Linked DNA regions of Mus musculus: region 1 is linked to region 2. Evidence: chromatin contacts called from public Hi-C data. All regions are on one chromosome and are shown on one strand. Each heading gives the region's core, a stretch centred on a gene start, on an enhancer-like site or on the middle of the called end of the contact. The rest is flanking DNA. Distances are from core to core; before and after follow the strand shown.

Evidence for each region. Hi-C and Micro-C count contacts between places; a contact is called where the count stands out from the background.
Region 1: a contact with region 2 is called in a Hi-C map of cerebellum, with 6 times the contacts expected there. The contact joins two enhancer-like sites. A contact is called at or near these places in 20 of 39 promoter capture datasets (the 3T3-L1 cell line, 3T3-L1-derived adipocytes, the C10 cell line and 13 more), 42 of 484 Hi-C or Micro-C datasets (B cells, the Ba/F3 cell line, the C2C12 cell line and 28 more), 19 of 115 datasets of contacts at active chromatin or transcription factors (the 230-238 cell line, astrocytes, cardiomyocytes and 11 more) and 1 of 9 other capture datasets (liver).

What each region holds. Positions count from the first base shown.
Region 1 is chr16:44,714,785-44,721,835 of GRCm38.p6, forward strand. Gm30445 (a long non-coding RNA gene) reads right to left here and starts at 5,879. Exons shown (of 2, transcript XR_003951853.1): 1 at 5,783-5,879; 2 at 4,315-5,643. Within about 2 kb of position 1,712, at least 80 of the 459 cell types and tissues checked have an H3K27ac peak or open chromatin away from gene starts, as enhancers often do. A contact at or near this core is called in cerebellar granule neurons, cerebellum, cerebral cortex and 3 more, where this site is marked.
Region 2 is chr16:44,232,780-44,240,105 of GRCm38.p6, forward strand. No RefSeq gene overlaps it. Among named protein-coding and RNA genes, the nearest start is that of Usf3, 63 kb to the left of the region's middle. Within about 2 kb of position 5,257, at least 36 of the 459 cell types and tissues checked have an H3K27ac peak or open chromatin away from gene starts, as enhancers often do. A contact at or near this core is called in cerebellar granule neurons, cerebellum, cerebral cortex and 3 more, where this site is marked.

The DNA.
Region 1 (7,051 bases), core at 462-2,961, 480 kb after region 2:
AGATGGAATGGCCTTTTGAAGACGCAGTTACAGCGCCAATTAGGTGGTAACAGCTTGGAAGGCTGGGGCAGAGTTCTTCAGAAGGCAGTATATGCTTTGAATCAGCGCTTGATATATGGTACAGTTTCACCCATAGCCAGGATTCATGGGTCCAGGAATCAAGGGGTGGAAAACGGAATAGTTCCACTTACTATCACTCCTAGTGACCCTCTAGGAAAATTTTTGCTTCCTGTCCCCATAACTCTAGGTTCTGCTGGCTTAGAAGTTTTGGCTCCAGAGAGGGGAGTGCTCCTACCAGGAGCTACAACAAACATTTCATTGAACTGGAAGCTCAGACTTCCCCCTGGTCATTTTGGGCTTCTAATGCCCTTAAACCAACAGGCTAAAAAAGGAATAACAGTGTTAGGAGGGGTGATAGATCCAGATTACCATGGGGAAATTGGATTACCTCTTCACAATGGTGGTAAGCAAGATTATGTCTGGAGTGCAGGAGATCCCTTAGGGCGTCTCTTAGTACTACCATGTCCTGTGATTAAAGTCAATGGGAAACTACAACAGCCTAATCCAAGCAGGATGACAAAGGACGCAGACCCATCAGGAATGAAGGTATGGGTCAATCCTCCAGGAAAAGAGCCAAGACCTGCTGAGGTGCTGGCTGAAGGTGAAGGAAATACAGAATGGGTAGTAGAGGAAGGTAGTTATAAATACCAATTAAGGCCACGTAACCAGTTGCAGAAACGAGGATTATAAAGTAATATGAATGCCCATTGTAAATTTACTAATGCGTTTGTGATTGTACGAGGGATAGTTATATCATGTTAGGCGTATTTACAACCTTGTTATTGTTTCATGTGAACATGAGATATTATTTGTGTCAAGTTGACAAGGGGTGGATTGTAGTGGCTATTCCTGGTTGTCAACTTGACAATATTTGGAATGAACTACAATCCGGAATTGGAAGGCTCACCAGTGACCCTTATCTGGAGGCTTGGAGATCCTTATCTGGATCTTGGTTTGAAGATCTTGAGCCATAGTGGCTATGGATTCCAGAAGATTGAATCTCCGAGTTAAGGAACACACCTTTAATCTGGGCTATGCCTTTCATCTGGGATTAAAGGTGTGGTGGAACACACCTTTAATCTGGGCTACACCTTTTGCTGGAGACAATATAAGGACATTGGAAGAAGGGAGTCTAGCTCGAGCTCTTGCTCCTTCGCCTGCTTGCTGCGTGAGACTGAGTAACTGCTAGATCCTTGGACTTCCATTCACAGCTGCGACTGAACAATTGTTGGGAATTGGGCTGCCGACTGTAAGTCATCAATAAATTCCTTTATTATCTAGAGACTATCCATAAGTTCTGTGACTCTAGAGAACCCTGACTAATACAATGGATTTCATGAGAATTATCAGTCATAAATACTGACATAATAAGAGAAAGATTTTAGTAACATGGTTCTACTGGGGTGAGTATGTGTGTGTGTGTGTGTGTGTATAGAGAAGGTGTCTTGGGAATGACATGTCTCTCTTGACCAACTTAAATCCTTAGACAAGCACTTTAAAGATTCTAGTCCCAGTTTTTTAGGCAGAAAAGATGGCTCCTGGGCTCAGCATCAGATATGGAAAACGTGGCTTGGCTTTGTCCCTGGCTTGGTTCTAGGGTGTTATGTTCCATTAGAGGCCCTGTGAGAGGAAGTCTTGGTACCTCTCAGAAACCTGCCAAATCAGGCACAGACTTGCTGGCAGCCTCAGTGGAGGAATCTTACTGATCCATGCCCAGCTCTCAGGAGGAAACTGGCAATGGAGAAGAAAGCAAAACAAGCCACCCAATGCCTCTGCACCTTGGAAATTTGACTTGGAAATTCTGCCTCAAGGCTGTGAAAGAGTGGATATAATGATTCCATTTTCTCCAGGTCTAATTTCTAGGCATTTAGACGTTAACGTTGAGAAAATACACCCAATTATCTGATTATTACTCTCCCTACAACCCCCCATACACACACAGTCTAGAGATTTTCAGGTTAGGTGGTTCTGTTCCTTGAAAACACATTTAGATTAAGTCATTCTTATTCGAAACTAGACCTTTGTTCTCAAGACCTCTTCTTCTTCTACCGCATGCCTTGAAATCTAGTTTGCCCGGAACGTTCCTCTGACTACCTGGCTCTTCTCCGGCAGAGGTAAATAGACTTTTCTTTATCCAGTCTCAGGTCTCCAAGTGAGAATTATTAAGTTCCTCGTTCCGGCTTCTGAGGTCACAGTGACCCAATTTAGATGGTAATCCAGTCATAGCCTTATGCTGCCCTCTAGAGAAAAAGACAGGTGCTGAGCAAGGCAGAATTGAGAGCTGATTTTAAGTAAATTTAAGGCTTATAGGGGATAACCACCCTAAAAAGCTATTGTTACACTAAGATGAGAATCTAATTATTAAGAGAGTTATGTGAAATTCATGGAGTTTGAACAGTTGGTTATGCTACAAGAGCCTAATGTCTTAGCATTGCTTCTCGTTTCTATTTATGCTTGTCTTTCACTCTACTTCTCTACCTTCCCTCCCTTCTCTCTCTCTCTCTGTGTGTGTGTGTGTGTGTGTGTACTGTGTCTTGGGCCTTCAGGGCCCTGTGTGTGTGTGTGTGTGTGTGTGTGTGTGTGTGTGTGTGTGTGTGTGTACTGTGTCTTGGGCCTTCAGGGCCCTGGGGTATCTGGCTCTCTGGAGCTAAGTTCCAGGTGCTGTGAGCCACAGGAGTAAGGGGAACGGAGTCATGGTGTTCTCTAAGAGTAGTGCTGACTCTTAACTGCTGATCAGCACTCCATCCCCTGCCTCCTTTACTTTAGCAATCATCTGCTCTATCTTGGGTTAATTATAAGAGTCTTGTAAGACTGTTTTCCATTACTGTCAAAAAGTGATATTCATTTGATTCAGGAAACAGTCCAGGAGTCCTAGACAAAGCATGTTTGAAAGCACTCTATCACTGAGCTACATCCTTGGCACTATACTTTGAGTCAAATTCTAAACCAAAATTCATTTCAATCATTCAATGAAACATGTTAATATTATACAACTAAGAGTCCCTCTAGTCAAGAAAGAAGCTGTCCCCTTAGTGCTGTTGAATTCAACTTACATTTTAAAAGAAATGTTTTGTAAAAAAAAAAAAAAAAAAGAGTTCTGAAAATGACATTTTCAAAAACTACACTGAGATAGAAGCAAGCATTTTCAATTAATGTCTACTTCACAACCATTTGTAATGGGATCTGATGCCCTCTTCTGGTGTGTCTGAAGATAGCATGTTCATATACATGGAATTAAATCAAATCCAAAAACCAATACCTTGTGTCTTGTGGTTTGCCCATGTTTAATCCATGGCAGGGCAGAGACAGCAGTCCAGCTTTGTACCCAGGAGTGGGGGAACAGTGGTCAGTTCTATAAGGGAGACCTCGAGAAGCTGAAAAGTAGGAGGCGCTGTCAGAAAGGACGCTGTCGGAACTAACAACTCCAGAGCCATTTTTGCTGTGAGCTGTCAGTGTTTGAGACAGAGTGCATTAGAAGGTTCCTGGGGTGACAGATGACATGAACTGGAGAGGGAATCCTTTGATAAAGTGGACGGAATAACTACCTTTCCCCTATCATCTTCTATATTACTCTAATATCCCTTTGCTAAATACCCATTAGAATTCTGGGGAGATCATGTGAACAGGGACTGTGGGAACTCCTGTCTCAGACCTGGACCCCAGACTTCTCTTCCATCTTCTTCCTCTGAGACAAAGTCATTACCTTATAAGGTTCACACTTGAGAACCACACAATTGAGTTAAATATAAATAAGTACAATAAAAATAAAATTTACAAAAATATCTCACAAATGTTTTAGGCAAGTTTATAATTATGTGTTTGGACCACATTCATAGGTATCCCAAAGTGAACATGGCAAACAGGCCCCAGGTTCGTGTCTGAAATGAAATGTCTCCCATCAGGCTACAGTAATTTGTTAAAAATGGCCTCAATGAATGGATCACAACACCCTGGGCACACGCCTGACTAGTGATACTTCTTTCTCCAACGAGAGATGGACTCTATTTCCTCATTCCTGGAATTTGCCCATACAGCTTGTTTTGTCCAGTAGAGTATAATGGAAGTTCCATCTTCGTCTGAGCCGTAAGAGGACTTCCAGCACCAGCTTTTGCTGATAATGAATTCCAGCTCCCAGGGAAAATATTCTGGGTAATCCCAGATTGTGTGGAAAGATCAGAGACTGGACTTCTTGCTTCCACTGTTTTCTCAACTACCATGGTGCAATGTTTGGGGATGGCAAGGATCAGACACAAACAAAGTTTATAAATCTTTAATTTCTTGTTACTGTGTATGACAGAGATGAACAACACTGTCCTTTGCTCATCTAAGAGTCTATCTTGTTCAACTTAAATATGGAAATTAAGACTATTTCTCTACATTGGTGCTAAAACCAGTTTCCTAGTCCCTATAAAAGACAAAATAATGATTTAATAGGCTGTGGCCTATTTAGTTCCTCCAGACACCTTGATCTATCAGCTACCAGTGGTCAAAACAATGCAGCAACTTTGTTTCTTATAGCCAACCACTGCCTACCGACCATTGTCTCTATGGGAGACTGAAGCTGAGCTCCCACTGAACCTCGGGAGCTCAGTTCTGTAGCAGTACCGGTTACTACCACTCGACCTACTGAAGACAGACGTCACAGAACACTGTCACCCTCTCATTGACACATTTCTCAGTGCCTCAGCACGGGGAGTTGTGTCTGAACTCTCTTGAAGGCTACACCCTTGGAGTTGAACACTCAGACCACATTCCAATTCCCTAAGTCTTTGGATCTTACCCTCTTCATTAACCCGATTCTGGCAGTTAGCCTGACTGACTGAATGTAGGTTCCAGCTGGTTCTCTTCAATCAGCAAAGAACATAGACAACTTTTGCCTTCCAGATCCTTCCATATCAGCACATTTTATCTAGTTCACTGCCTTGTATCTATTTTCTCTAGTCTAATAAATCAGTGTTACTTGAGTTTCTGTCACTAAAATTGAGCAACATTTTGCAATTACTTTGGAGTATAAGCTATTTCCTTTTGTGCCAGGCTTTGTACCTGGTTCCTCAGAACAAATCCAAACCTGCATCTAGATAGAGTCCTAGAGGTAATGAGAAGCAGCTGGGGTGGGCCTTGAGCTTACTGTAGGGTCTTCATATCAGTCTCTTCAGACACAGGCAGATAGGCAGTCCCAAGAGCTCAGCTTTCCATAAGTCCTAGTACGTGGTCTCCATACCAAGGTGCAAAGTCTTTCTTGTAACTAATCATCTTTGCATATGAGGCGTCTGAGCACACAAATGCTACTTTAGTTACAATTCTGCAACCCACAATGTTGTGTTTTGAGCCCCTGTGTGTGGGAAATTCTAACAAGCTAGTGAAGCGTTTGTAGTTACCCCGGCAGCTCTGGTTTGGACTTGAGCCCGTCTTGTCATTGTCTTAGGCTCTCCAGTTGTCATTGTCTTAGGCTCTCCAGTTGGTTCAGAAGCAACAGTGCTACCTACGCTTGGTTCCCTGTGAACTTCCGGAATTCTTCATCCCAGTCCACCTTACGTGATTAAGCATGAAGACCCAGCGTGTCACAGACTTATGTCCCATTGCCTTAATGAGAAAGATTGTGTTACAAGGTAATAATATGACCAGATCACTCAATATCCAATATTGAGGGGGCTGTTCCCTGGGACCACCTCTGGTTCCAAATATCTTATCCGTTAGAGCCCCTTAGTGAAAGGGAACTCACCAAGGAGGCACTGCTGGTACTACTGTGGGTGCTTCTGGGATCTAGTAAGAAAGAGTCAGGGATCAACTGCCAGTACAACGAAGAACAATGTTGTTAACTAAAAATAAGGGAGCAGAAAGGTAGTCTCATTTGAAGTTATCCTCCTCTAGTGGCCCATAGTGGTATAACATGCACTGCGGTGAGAGAAATAGGATTAGAGCCTTAATGAAGAGTCCTGAAAGTATGTGCCTCTGAATATACTGCCTCATAAGATCAGAGTGTCTCTCTCTCTCTCTCTGTCTCTCTCTCTCTCTCTCACACACACACACACACACACACACACAGTCTTCAGTGTTTTTCTTTGTTTTTTTTTTTTTTTAGTATTAAAGCATTTTTTCCCTCAACATTGTAATAATTTCTCAGTTTTAAAATAGAAAATAAAAAGTCAATGAAGAAAAAAGTCTGTCTTACTGATGAAAACTGATCACTGTTACTACCCTTTAAGGATTTTCTAGAGCATTCCACATGTATAAATGTATAACCTCAACAGATTACAGTTTTCTAAACTCCTTTCGAAAATATTTTAGGGGTAGGCAGTGGTGGTGCACGCCTTTAATCCCAGCACTTGGGAGGCAGAGGCAGGCAGGTTTTTTAGTTCAAGGCCAGCCTGGTCTACAGAGTAAGTTCCAGGACAGGCAGGGCTACAAAGAGAAACCCGTTCGAAAAACAAAAAACAAACAAACAAAAACCCCATATGAAAGGAAACGAAACCAAACAAAGGGGGAGGGTGGCTCAGTTCAAATCCCAGCAACCACATTGTGATTCACAATCATCTGTAACGAGATCTGATGCCCTCTTCTGAAATGTCTGAAGATAGCTACAGTGTACATATAATAAATAAATAAAATCTTAAAAAAAAAAAAGAAGAAAAGTCTTAGGGGACTGGTGAGAGGAGCCCATAGTTGGGCACACTTGCTGCTCTTGCAGAGGGCCTGGGTACAGTTGTCAGCACCCACATGGTGGCTCACAAGCATCTGCTACTCCACTTCCACGGAATTCAAGGCCCTCTTCTCACTGCCATGGGCATCAGGCAGAATGAAATGCACTCTCTTCTCTCTCCCTCTCTCCCTCTCTCTCTCTCTCTCCCTCCCTCTCTCTCTCTCTCTCTCTCTCTCTCTCTCTCTCTCTCTCTCTCTCTCTCTCTCTCCAGGCAAAACACCAGTAGACATTGGATAGAATAAAATAAACTCTTTAAAAAACCTACCATAATGTAACATATAACATTACTTA
Region 2 (7,326 bases), core at 4,007-6,506:
CCACTACATTGTTCCTTTGCTTTCTCCCCATTTTCAGTTTTGTTTTTGAAGCAGTAGACTACCAGTGATAACCTGAGAATGTATAGCATGTGCATTTTCATTAAAAAGGAGAGTCTTTCATTCTTCAGCTCTTTGCTAAGTGTAATCACTGCTTTGAAACACACGCAGTCGTCCTTGCGTGAGTCCTGCTGTTCCAGTTTGGAGAGCCCAACCTTTCCAGAACTTTACTTTCATTGGCTGACTCTCCAAATGGCCTCGTAGGTTCATTGTAACCTGGGTTTCTGTAACAACTACTTATCTTCTGAGCGTCATGCTTTCTGTTAATAAGCTCAGATGTTCAGTAGTCATATAGTCCCAGGCTGTGTGTCTTGCGTGTGTAGAAACACACCCAGAGAATGGTTAGATCTTCCCCCATGGTACAATTTGTGCCTGGTCTGACCTGAGTCACACCTTACTGACTGGAAATTCAGGTTTCTGCAGCAGTCCTTCACCTAATGAACAGTGTTTGCACTAAGCATCAGTTTCTCTACGTGGAAAATGGGTAGGGTATCAGGATCTGATTCAGTGATCTGTACTCTCGCGTCAGGGTGCCTAAGGGATGGATGCTGTCTGAATCATCTGTTCTGCTGCCATTTCGGCTCTGGGGTGGAGTCAGGAGTGGAGACATCAGTTCCAGTGCCTAGTTCCAGTAGTGCTGGAGCAAACTCCAGCCGCATATTTGTTCTGTAGCAGGAGAGGACCTGGCAATGGCCAAGGCAAGGAGGCGTGGCTTTTGTTTATTTGATGATGAATTAAGATGCTCCCAACCCAAATATCCCCCTTTCTAAAAGCTTTGCTCGCTGCTGGCACTGAATGTGGGCATTTCGTTTTTCTTATGAAATGATTGATGTCTAATCCACAGCATCTCTTATGTGTTAACATCTCCCTGTTTATTTGAAAAGACAGATGCTTTCTTGTGGGCATGATATTCCAAGCTGGGAGAAGCCAATGGACATCTGCTTGTCTGTTAGTCTGCATATGATATATCATTTTTTATTCTTCTGTAAGAAGTTCTTTTGGAGCCTTGGTTGGCCTAGAACTTGCTGTGTCACTAGGGTGTCTTAGAGTTTCTATTGTTGGGAACCAGGGTGGAAACGCTTTCTTCAGCTCACAGCTCCAGATCGTAAAGTCCATCGCTGGAGAAAGTCAGGACAGGAACTCAAGCAGGAACCTGTAATCTGGAAGCAGGAGCTGATGCAGAGGTCATGAAGGGGCGCTGCTTACAGGCTTGCTTTGCATAGCTTTCTTAGAGAACCCAGGACTGTCTGTCTGCCCAGGGATAGCACCACTCACAATGGGCTGGGCCCTCTTCCATTGATCACTAATTGAGAAAATGCCATACAGCTGCATCTCATGGAGGCATTTCCTCAACGGAGGTGCCTTTTCCTCTGTTGACTCTAGCTTGTGTCAAGTTGACACACAAACCAGCCAGTATACAAGTATAACCTTGAACCCCTTTTCCCAGTGCTGTGGCCTGAACCCCAGTGATTGTTATGCAAATGCTCTACGGCTGAGCTAAAATCTATAACTCTTCAACTTTGAACTTTCTTTCCCATCCTTCAACCTCTCAAATGGGATCATAGTATGTACCCACCCTGCCCATTTTATGCAGTACCGGGGCTCAAACCCAGGGCTCCATGCATACTAAACAAGCACTCTAACACCTGAGCTACATCTCCAGCCCTACATATGGTATTTTAAAATACCACCTGGGGTAGTTGCAGGTCTCTATGCTCAGCTCAGAGGATCCCGAGGGCTTGCCTTTCTTTTCACTTTTGTCTACCTAACAAATTGGACCTGGAGAGATGGCTCAGCAGTTAAGAGCACTGGCTGCTCTTCCAAAGGACCTGGTTTAATCGCTAGCACCCAGGTTCAATTCCCAGCATCCACATAGCAGCTCACAGCTGTCTGTAAGTACAGTTACAGGGGATCCGACACTCTCACACAGACACATAGATAGACATGCAGGCACAACAGCAAACAATTTTCAAAGATCTACCTAACATGTTAAAACCTCAGCACCAACAGTCTGCTCTTCTTCCTTTGGTCCAGCCACTCTTTCCTAACATTTATATAGTGTTCTCACTAAATGGCAGTCTGCAAACTCTCCATTACTGGTCACAACACTACTGTGCACTGCTGTCCAGGAAGTTATGCCATTTTCTTCCCTTGTATGTTACCTCTTCATTTTGTTACCCTGAAAGCAATTGAGTTTCCCTCCGTGTCCAGTCTTCACTTGTGTACTCTCAAGGGCTAATCTTGGTTGTCAACTTGACCGCATCTGGAGAAAACTATGAACTCAAACAGTTGACCATGCTTGTGCTGTCAGAAGACCCACACTTCTGGTGGCAGCCCACAGAAAAGGGCATGGAAGAAGGGAGACTTTGCTTTTTGCTTGCTCACTTCACTCTCACTGGCAAGTTCATCTGTCCTGTTCCTGGGACTTTCCTTCTCTGGTGTTAGAATCCATTTCTTTGGGATTCCAATGTAGACTGAAGACTCTCTAGGGCTATTCCAGGATTCCAGCTCCAGATTTGGGCTGTGGAGACTTCCAGTCTCAAGGACTGAACAACTACCAGATTCTTGGTCTTTCTGTCTTGAGAGAGCCATTGTTGTACCACTTGGATTATAGCCTATAAGCCACCCTCATAGATTTCTCTCTCTCTCTCTCTCTCTCTCTCTCTCTCTCTCTCTCTCACACACACACACACACACACACACACACACACACACTTCTCATATGTGTGCTTGTATTCTATTCAGTTTGCTCCCTTTGAGAACCCTGTCTAATACACGTGCCTTCTTGGAATATCTTAGGCTGAAATCTTACCTGTGTTCCTCCCCATTAGGCAGTCAGCAAAAAAAAGTGCTACTGGCTGAGATTTTATGGATGTAGTTTCAGAACTGGGGAAAAGCCAGGAGGACTATGAGTTGAAGACTAGCCTGGGCTACATCATGGAAGTCATTCATGGAGGGGAAAAAAAGGAAAGGAAAGGAAACCATGACTGTTTGAGACAACTTTCAACCAGGTTTTCCATTCATCTTCCAGTTGAGTGTTTGTTATTTTCCTTCTCTGTAGCATTCCATTCATGATCTTTTATGTTATTTTAACACTTGAAGGTCAACTGGAATTTCTCAGGCATATCTGGAGCCATTTTTAGTGCAAACTTTATGTCTTTAAGATTTCTCATTCTTTAAAATCTCCCTTCATCTTCTTCCCATCCACCCCATCCTACCACCACAGGATCTCAACATGTAGCTAAGAATGGCTGCCATGTATTGGCACCATTTGAAAGTATTAGAAGGATTAGAAGGTGTGGTCTTGTTGGAGGAAGTATGTCATTAGGGGTGGGTTTTCCAGGCCCAGGGTCTGTTTCCTCTCCCCTGATTCTCTGCCTGTGGAGCCAGATGTAGCTTTTAGCTACTGCTCCAGCACCCACCTGTATGCTACCATGCTCCCAGCCATGATAATAACAGACTAAACCTCTGACACTGTAAACAAGCCTCCAGTTAAATGCTTTCTATTATAAGAATTGGTCATGATGTCTCTTCACAGCAACAGAACAGTGACTGAGACAAATGCTAAGAATTCTATGAAGCCACTCTATTCTTTTACTCTTTGTTTGCTTATAATAAACACATGGTAATCATTTGTTTCTGATCTGTCTTCTCCTTTGGATTATAGAGCACAGGATATAAAAGTCTGTATGTCTTTTGCCCTGGTTCTTCCCACTGCACAGTCCAAATATTTTCCAGTTATTGAGTGAAGTGAATAGAGGAGTTGTAGGAAGAAAGTAAAGGGCAATGTGCCCCCTAAAAAGAAGATTACTCCGAAAGTTGTCCTGTGTTCTAGAAGCAGAGTAAAGAAGACAAAATCCACCCTCTTCATGGAAGAGGCCTGCCTGGTACCAGGTGAGAGTTTGCATACGCAGTGTAATAAAATCCACAAAGTGCACATCGGACTCTTTGATGGCATTTCACTATCCTAAAATAAGATACTTTGAATCATTTTAGATAACCTTTTGTGTAAAGGACTGAAAGTTTTATTTATAAAGAATATCAAGATTTAGCATAAGGGGGCCCAGAGTAAGATATATAGAACTGAATACCTGATTTCTCTTTTCCTTTTGTGATGTACTTAGAGATGGGCCACACACCCTTTATTTAGCTCTTGACTAAAGTGTAGTGTTGCTTAAAGGCCAATGTGGTTAACCATTGTTTATATCCAGTGAAGCTGATGAGCCCTGGGTCACAGAGACTTCACAGAAGCCAAAGGCTATAGGCTAGAAGTGAGGAATTTCTTTTTTGAGTGTGTATACATGTGTATGGTGGTGGGGTATACCATGAGGTGCCTGAGACAGTTACCCACAGAGGTGTGAAGAGGGTATCTGATCTCCCTGGATCTGAAATTACAGATAGATATAAACTGCCCTGCATGAGTGCTGGGTGTGGAGATGCATTATTATAAAAGCATCTCTTATATTCTAAGAGATGAACTTTTGTTGGAACTTATAACCAGAGTTAATAATACACTAGAGAGTCACTTAAAGCTAAATACGTCTATCTTGTTTTGTACTTAGCCTGCCTGCCTTTCTGAGACCAATGTGACAACAATCCTTACTTCCTTGGATTTTCCATATAATCGGTCAGCCTCTACATCCTAAGCTAATGTATAGCTATAATCTTATGTGATGTACTCTCCCATGCCCCTGACCCAGAGTAACACGTGTGTATGTGCATGTTCGAGTAATAAAAGTTAGAAGTTGCAAATAGTTTGAAAGAAACCTTATAAAACAAATATCCAACATAAAAGTTGAAGGTAACGTTCAGATATTGCTTGGTAGCATTTGTTTGTTACTTATCTGGTTCAGTTGGTGTGAGTGACTTAATCTTGTAAAACACTATTAAAGATTTCTATAGTAGTAGACGCCCATCCAAATTAAAACCGTTACTATAGTGTTCTACTCTAAAAGCTCTGGGATGCTTGCTAAGTTTGCCTGAATTCGTATGTGTTAACGACAGAGGACACTCAGCTTTGTTGACTATGGTGACTTAATAGGGAGGAGATGTTCGTATCTTGTCTCCTCTGAGCAGCGAAAGAAAGCAAAGGAAGCAACATGGTCTCCTTCTCTTCCATGTGGAATCACAGTGAGCCAGGCTTGGCCAGCTTCAGGCTGAGCAAACCATCTGCATGCTGTGTTCTTTCTTCCTTTTGCCAGGAGATGAGTCACTGTGGCTGACTTGACACTTGTCTTTTGTTCTAGGGCCTTTTTGGGTACCTGAGAGGTTGAGGCTCCCTCCCTCCAGGCAGAGCCTCCAGCTTGCCCGCTGGTGGGAGCCCTGAGCTGATGGGTAAGAGTGTGGGGTACACTACACATAGCAGTCACCAGATTCCAGTGGTGTCAGGAACTGTAAAAGAGAAAACTGAAGCTTTCTCTTCTTGGAGATACAGGGTGGAGATGGCTGATGCTGTTTTTAGCCAGACTCTGCACTAAGTCCCAACTTTGGAAGCATTAAAGATTTTCAGTTGGGATCAAGAGAAAAATGCAGTGGTGGACGGCAAGGAGGAGCCTAGGGATTGGAGAGATGATGATCTCAGCCTCGCCTCTGAAGGTCCAGAGACCTCCCAACCCTGGGGTCTCCAGCAGATGAGAGCAGGAGACATGGAGACTGCCAGGGAGGATCTGAGAGAAGAGACCTGGGGACACTTGAAGGCTCTGTTATTGTCCACATCCCTGTGGGTGTTAGAAAGTGAGTCCTGAGGACCATCTTTGTGCCGATAACACATGTTCCTGGGTCCTTACCATTCTGTGAGCCGTGCACAGTGCTGTGCAGCTACACAGAGAATCGGAGTTCCCACAGCTTAACTGGGGTCACCCAGCCAGTAGGCTGACATTCACAGACTAAAGGCCTGACTCTGTGGTCTCTCTTAGGCTTGACTGTTGCTTTCACACACACACACACACACACACACACACACACACACACACACACACATACAAAAGTCTCTTAGCTGCTGCCTTTCCTCCCACAGTTTCAGACAGGGTGCCTGTCACTCAGAAGGAGAAACATTTGAGTATCACTTGATGTGCTGACACATGCATTCTGCAAACACACAGAACGTTCTGCAGGCTGCCCGGAGTTAGCAGGAAAGCAGCTGCAACTGTTTTCATCCCCAGTTGCTGGCTCAGGGATTGCCTTTAGTCATGGAAAGTCCCTTCCCCAGATAGACTCCAGTTTTCCACCGGCTCCTCTTGAACCAGGCTAAAATAAAACCAGGCGAATCTCCCAGGCATCCAGCGCGAACAGGTGCAGCTGCCGCCCCAGTGTTTGTCAGAGGTGGGAAGGTCTCGTATTTTACAGGCACAGCCTCGCTCCTCTGGCTGTTGCATCTCTGTTCCACTCCAACTGAGCAGCTCTCTTTACCTCTGCGAGTCCTCAGCCAAGACTGTCCACACTTCACAGTTAGCTTCGCCTCTGCTTTTAAGAGGCAAAGGGCAGAAACTTGATGGAGAGTTAGCACAGGCATGGAGGGAGGAGGGTGTGTGTGTGTGTGTGTGTGTGTGTGTGTGTGTGTGTGTGTGTGTTAGATCCTGAGGCTCCCATGGCCCTCCTCTAACCCAGCACTCACTCTAATGTCCCAGATGAAGCACACTGATGTCCAACCATAAGACCTGTGCAGTAGAAAGAACCAGCAACATGTGACTTAGAAGGTCTATTTTTAAAGGCAGGTTTGGTCTGGGGTTCTTTAGCCTGCTACAAAGAACAGAAATGAGCAGGACATGTGAATATTACAGCCCAGGACACCACAGAGCACTGGGACACAGAGGCACAGTCACCCTCCCTTCTTCCCTCCTCATGGGGCCCTTTCTGTTTTCCTGTTTCCATTGCCTCTCTGCCCACAAACAAATTTCCAAGACAGATACGTGTGCCTTTATATTTATCTGCTCAGGCCACGGGACTGTGTGGATGGACGTTACTGTTCATATTTTCCTTAGTGGGTCCATTTAGGATGCCAAACCAGGAGGACTGCTTTGAAAGAATCAGCTCAAGGCAGCCATAAGCAACCAGATTTGAACGTTTTCTGTTTTGCTTTGAGACAGGGTCTCACTTTATAGACCAGATTAGCCTTGAACTTATAGACCCACCTGCCTCTGCCTGTGCTGGGATTAAGGGCATGAGCCACAAAACCTCACTTGTTTGGAACTTTTTTTTTTTAAAGATGTTTGACTAGGACAACCATCTAATTGATAGCCTTCATATGACCCATGGAGGCCAACAAGTTTT